Regions from separate parts of the Triticum aestivum genome. Here region 1 is linked to region 2. The links are chromatin contacts, called in public Hi-C maps. All regions are on one chromosome and are shown on one strand. Each heading gives the region's core, a stretch centred on a gene start, on an enhancer-like site or on the middle of the called end of the contact. The rest is flanking DNA. Distances are from core to core; before and after follow the strand shown. Region 1 holds the start of LOC123159458 (mitogen-activated protein kinase kinase kinase 18-like). Region 2 holds the start of LOC123160536 (B-cell receptor-associated protein 31).

What was found. Hi-C and Micro-C count contacts between places; a contact is called where the count stands out from the background.
Region 1: a Hi-C map of leaf shows a contact between it and region 2, with 4 times the contacts expected there. The contact joins the promoter of LOC123159458 here to the promoter of LOC123160536 in region 2. A contact is called at or near these places in 3 of 5 Hi-C or Micro-C datasets (all in leaf).

Annotation. Positions count from the first base shown.
Region 1 is chr7B:462,929,635-462,932,735 of IWGSC CS RefSeq v2.1, reverse strand. It overlaps LOC123159458 (mitogen-activated protein kinase kinase kinase 18-like), which reads right to left and starts at 1,592. Exons shown (of 1, transcript XM_044577298.1): 1 at 1-1,592. The coding sequence starts at 1,039.
Region 2 is chr7B:462,571,612-462,575,149 of IWGSC CS RefSeq v2.1, reverse strand. LOC123160536 (B-cell receptor-associated protein 31) reads right to left here and starts at 1,649. Exons shown (of 3, transcript XM_044578344.1): 1 at 1,209-1,649. The coding sequence starts at 1,506.

The DNA of each region.
Region 1 (3,101 bases), core at 343-2,842, 360 kb before region 2:
ACGGCATTGCGGGCTCTTCATCGGCGCCGCCGCTGGGGCCGGCATGGACCGTGATCCAGCTCGCGTCCCAGGTCCAGTCAGGCACGGCCGGAGCGCCCGCGGCCAGCGCGCGCACCCTGTCCGTAGGATCGGTGGTGTCCGCCGTCGTGTCGTCGTCGTCCCACAGGGCCTGGTCGAGGACGCTCTTCGGGGAAACGAACGTGGCCTTCTCGCTGACTCCTGGCACGGAATTGGACGACGAGGCGGTGCCGCCGGCGGCCACGAATTCGTGCTCCAGCAGCTGCTCTGCCGTCCACCGCTCCCTGGGGTCCTGCTGCAGACACCTCGCCAGGAAGTCCTTGCCCTGGTCCGACAGGCACGCGGGGAACTCCGGCGCCTCGCCCGAGAACGCCACGTGGTGCAGCGTCGCGACGGGGCTAGCGAACCGCTGCCAGGGGGCGGCGCCGGTGGCCATCTCGATGACGGTGCATCCGACCGCCCATATGTCCGCGGCCGGGCCCTGCTCCTCGCCCCGCGCGGCCTCGGGCGCCATGAACATCGGCGTGCCGCCCGTCGGCCGCTGCCGCTCCTCGCCGGCAATGCCCGTCCGGCGCGCGCAGCCGAAGTCGGCGATCAGGGCGCGGCCGTCGGAGCCGATGAGCACGTTGCGGCCCTTGACGTCGCAGTGCGCGACGCCGGCGGCGTGCACGTGGGCCAGCCCGAGCAGGATGTCCCGCGCGCGCGACCGGACGAGGGCCTCGGCGCACCGGCCACCGCACCGCCTGATCTCGTCGGCCAACGACCCGCCGGGCGCGTACTCCATGAGCATGTCAAGGCCGCCGTCCACGGACGCGGAGACCTCGGCCTCCAGGCAGCGCACGACGTACGGCGAGGTGAGGCCGCGGAGGATGCCCTGCTCGCGCCGGAGCTCGGCGGCCCGGTCGGCGCCCACGGACTTGACCGCGATCACGCCGCCCGTCCGGCGGTCGACGGCGATCGACACCGTGGCAGAGGAGCCCCTGCCGATCGCCGGCCCGCGCGTCCACTCCCCGACGCCCATTCTTGCAGCGCCGCAAGAATGGCTTGGCGGTGGCGTGTGGTCTGTCCGGTTGTTGTTTCCGACTCCGAGTGGACGCAATTGGAATTTGGGATGCGGGCGAGCAGTAGCACCACCACACCTTGCGCTTTGGTGTGATGGGTTGTGGTGGGATGTTTATATACTGGAGTAGTCCTGGTCCTGGCTAGCTGGGCGGGCCACTGCAAGTCTGCAACTACAAGGAGGAGGAGGAGGAGGAGGAGGAGGAGCAGGAGGTTGGATGCTTTGGACGAGCGAGGTGGGTAATTGTGGGCTGTCCAAAGCAAAGCCAGCGTCCGACCTGGAGGCGGCCGTCGCGAGGAGAGGAGATTCGCCATTTGGCCGGACGGGACTGGCCCGACGCGGGCAACACATTGGTGGGGTTTTGGCGTGCCTTCCTATTCTATGTTTTTTTTTTCTTTCTCCATTTATCTTGGCGGTAGGAGGCTGGCGCTGGCGGTAGTACAATGGGGGGGTATATGCTGCGCTGGACCTCAGGGTTTTGCTGGTGCTGCTTAATCATGGGAGGGAGGAAGGGGACACTTGTCGTCGGGAGCGCTTTTGCCTAGCTCAGCACAGCAAGCAAGCAGCCCATGGCCTCGTGGGGAATGGAATATTGCACTGGAAGGCCTCACTCCTTCCTTTCCTTGCCTGCGTTTTTTGTTTGTTTGTTTGCAGCGATCTGTCGGGAAAGTTTCTTGCTCGAATTGTAATCTTTAATTTGCAATTTCGGATCTCTTGGTCCGTAAACGCCGCTGCTTTTGATGGGATTCTCATATTAATCTGCATTCCCTTCTTCCAAGCAAATCGGGCAATGGAACATTGCTCTGTTTTGCAACCCGAGATGCCCTTTCCTTCATCAGCTTCACAACCAGAGACAGGCAGTAAAATACTATACCAGTATAGCATAAGGCCTCAATCAGCAATCGCAATAGCACCCCCTCTGAGCTGACCTGTCCACCCTAAACTGTGCTGCTAGTGCCAGGGCCAACCACTTGCCAACAGTCTCGAACCAGATGCCGGTCGTCTCCACCCTGACGGCTCACGCAATAGCACTGCCTTTAGTTCGTACCACAACATTCAGTGACGTAGCCAAGGATTCTTAACTGTTTTCCTCCTCAGAAGGCATGCGTTTTTCTCTGTACATGCGCGCTTGATTTCATTTGATTTGATGCACAACCGCAAGAACACTAACCAAAACAACTGTGACACTCCTGCAACTGTACCTTGTGGCTTGCTCGCAAGGTTTTCCTCCGGATTGGCCGACCCTTTTCCAATTCAACTTGAGCAACCTACCCGGTGAGTGAGTGTGGTGGCAAAGGCACGTCCTGTTGAAACAGATCTCTTTCTCCGCCTCCCTCCGTTGCGTTGCGGCACGGGACGGGATGGAAGAATTGCGTGGCAAGGCTCCCCCTTTTCCTTTCTACAAGTAACCTTTCTTTTTTTTGGCTTTCCACTCCAAGGGGATTGCTCATGATTATAAAATGAATGCTTACTTAATTCTTCGGACGCACTGTTTGGTTATCTCCTTGCCCTTAATTTTGATTTTGCGGCAATATTTTTTCTTTACCAACCCTCCGCAACAAAATATGATGCTGACGTTCCAACTTAGTTGTTCATATAGTCCCATTTCCAAGCACAAAATGAATTAGAGCCGGATATTTGACCTGGTACGGGTTATCGTGGAATAAACTATGCCATCCGTTTCGATCCTCAGAAAGTGGTTAATCCTAACAATTTGCAAAGCTCGTGACAGTGACCGTTGTTTAAGATTGTTGTTAATTAGTATGCCTAACAATGTGTAAAGCTCGTGACAATGACTATTTATAAGTTGATGGCTTCAGGATCTTGCACAAATCACAGCTTGTTGATTAGGATCGCTCAGTTTGCAACCGACAACGCTTCAAGACGAACTCTGTTTTTCGTGCCGAACATCTGGCTTGGTGGCCTTGATCATACTAGTATAGTACCACCTCGGTCCCAAATTACTTGTTAGAGATTTGTAGTACATAACAAATTTAAGACAGGTAATTTGAGACGGAGGGAA
Region 2 (3,538 bases), core at 400-2,899:
AACCATAGTATGAATTAGACTGGTCAAATTAGCCCCCCAACTCTAGGGACCCCATCATCCAAATAATGAAATGGGTGTACCAGAACAGAACAACTTTCAAGAGCATTCATCACCTCTGGCCAAAGATTAAGTCACTTGGAACAACAAGAATAGTTGATGAACATAAATCAAATCATGTGAATTTTTTCCAAGGATTTAATATATGGAAAAGGCAGAGCACCCAAAAAACCAAAATAGCAGAAATGTCAATGCATCAGGTAACAGGTATAATAGACATGCATAAATGCCGTGATTTGTGTTTGCATTTGCTATCAGGGTAATCACAAAAGATTTCAGGCCAAACTGAACACTACATAAAAATCACAGGTTGTATGAGAGCGATCCTAAATATACCCATAAAATAGTATGCATATAGCACAAACAGCAAATTGTATGCATATAGCATAAACAGCCTGAGCAGCATAAGCTTTGTTCTATGTATGATCTAATTCCTAAACTGAACAATCAATGGCTTATTAAACAAGGGTATGATAAGAAATATCATCACAGCTGATAATTTGCCTAACTTTCTTGAATACTTAGGCCAATACAAAGTTCCCAGTACATCTTAACAAGTCAGAGCGAAATAGTTTGAGAAGTGGAACAAAATAATTTTGTAAATATGACATAAATTATAGCATGGAAATAAGACAGTTAACTTGAAAGGGGGGCAAATGGCGAACCCCAAAAGGTTACCCCATCTCGGTAAAAGACACCCTACATCCCTACTTCTAATTATGCGATAAACAATTTTACTGCAGACACTATATCTATAACTCAATTGAACAGTAATCAGAAAAATATATTACAGGTTCGGCCATTAAGTAAGATACAATGGGGAAATCTTTTACTCTATAACATTAAACTACAGATACTGAGCATAAAGTAAGGTACAATGGGGAAAATCTTTTACTCCATACTATATCATTAAATTGTAGATTACTCCAAAATGTTAGCCAAATGCAGCTAATAAATTACTTATTAATCTCTCCATAGCATGATTGAACAACTCATCCGTCAGACTAAAATCAACAGAACGCCGTGATGCGCTAGAGCGAAATCAAGTCATGCTCTCATCTAAATTCAACAAACCAAGGACGTGTAGACGATCGACCGAACAGATAAGAAGAGGGGACGGGCGGTCGGGTCCCGTAGGCAGGCACACGTACCCATGAGGGATGCCTCGAGGAGGTGGCGGGCGAGGAGGACCTGGTCGGTGGGGCTGAGCGCGCCGGGGGCGTCGAGCTCGCCGGCGCCGGCGTGGCCGTGGATCTTGGCCATGCTGTGGAGGCTGGAGGCGAGGACGACGAGGACGGTGGCGGCGACGGTGCGCACCATGACGGGGGCCCGGCCGCGCTTGAGGCGGTCGAGCGCGAGCATCGCCAGCTTCCTCAGCGGCGTCTTGAAGAGCAGGACGACCGCCATGCCCGCCTCCGCGGCCAGCACGGTGAAGAGGAGCTGGATCATCGCGGCCGGGCGGGCGGTTGCGGCGCTCAGCCCAGGGGTTCGGGTCGGGGTGGTGGGATACGGGGGGCGCTCCTCGCTTTCTCTGCGCTTTGTAATTTGTATCGCGAGGAGGGTGCGGTGCCTTTCCTCGCCTCGGGGGTGGGTTTTGGAATTTGGAACACCGGACGCGCAAAGGTTTCTCGCTAGAAAAGAAAAAGGGAAGAGGAGTGTCCTTCGGGATGGTCACGGACGCCGTGTTGGAAGGGTTTTGGCACCTACGCGGCTGCTTGGACCGTTTGCTCCATCTTTTGCCATTATTAGTCTGTGACATCATCCTGCCCATGGTCCATCCATGTGTGCTTTCACATTTTTGGCATCCCACAAAAACTAAAATTGTAGTGAGATTTTATTTGGCACCCACAAGTATTAATTGTTTCTCGATCCCGCAGAATTTCGTTTCCTTTCCTTCATCTCATCCACATCTCGGTTTTACTCCTGTAATTTCCATGGTGCTATTAGTTTGCGTGGTTCATTCTACATTTTTCTATGATTACGGAATATCTTATTTTCTTGCAGGATTAAGATGGTTGCAACCGAGCACAAAAGAGTCTCTCCTAGCCTTTGCATTGACATGTACACGACCAAAAGTCAAAAAGTTTGCCCAACCAGACAAACGAAACAATGTCCATATAACATTCCAAAGAAACTAACAATATGAAGTGACGTCGAAGCATCCTTGTGTTGGGCAACGATAATGGCTATAGGCTGGTAGGGTAGAGTAGCCAAGTCTTCTCAACACTGTTTGTGTAAGGTCAATATGTATAACATTCAAAAGAAGCTAACAACATGAAGTGACGTCGAAGCCTCCTTGGGTTGGGCAACGATAATGGCTACGGACTGATAGGGTAGAGTAGCCAACTCTTTCAAACGTTGTGACCTTTTGACCAAAACATCAGTTGTATATTCGTTCCGGTTGGACATTGAACAGAACATCTCCTTTTGTTCATGGCAAAAAGCTCATTCAAAACCTTCTATAGAGGTCGGGGCTGATAGGGTAGAGTTGCCAGCTCCTATCCCTTCAAACCTTTTGACATTGACCAAAACATCAGTTGTAGATTGGTTTTAGTATGGCATTGTTGTTATAGATTGGTAGTTCTTATATTCGTATATGCCACGTATAGAATTGATTACATTTCCAAGCTAAATCTGTTTTGGAAGTGGATCCAGGTCCATGGTGTTGTTTTGGTATTGATGACACACAATTATGTGTACTAATACGTTAAGTGAATACTCATGTCTTAGTCCCTTATGTAAAAGGTGTCGAGGATCATCAATCCCCCGAATGAAAAGATTCAAGACACGTGCTCAAGGATGTTAGGCATGTGCAAAAGGTTCGGGTAAATCCAAATTCGCTTGGCGAGCTTCATGGTGATGGGCATGTCAGCAAGGTGGAGAGGGACAAGAAGACCATGAAGATCAATAAGAACAAGAAGCTTGTGATGATGGGGCAAGAGGACCAAGAACGGTCTGTACAAGGTATGCGCAAACATCATTGAAGGTGAAGCTGAGGAGGAGCCATCGAGGCGATGTTATTAATCAGACCCAAGTCTAATCATACACAGATGTTCGAGCGAGGACAATGACTTAATGATGACGGAGGGCATATTTGCCAAGGTGGAGTGTTGAAATTAGTGTCGATTATGTGTTCGGGGCTACAGTTAGACTTGGAATATGCGGGGGGTTGGGTCTAAACACATGTAACTTGGGTATATCATATAAAGGCGCTGTGGTGTAGCCAAATAAACTAGATGAAACTGGTAGGATGGACATGAGATCATGAAGGGACGAGTCCCGACACCCCTGGCAAGGGTGCCGGACCGACGATAGTGCGGCGGTTGATATGTGTCATGATCACGGCGGACTTGTCATCGATCTGTACTATGTTTATTTGGTACATTGGAGGAGCAACCATAGTCATACCCTGGGGTTGTAGCCCCCGGGGATGTAATTGATGTGGTGAACCTAGACAATAAATATAGTCTCTGATGTATAA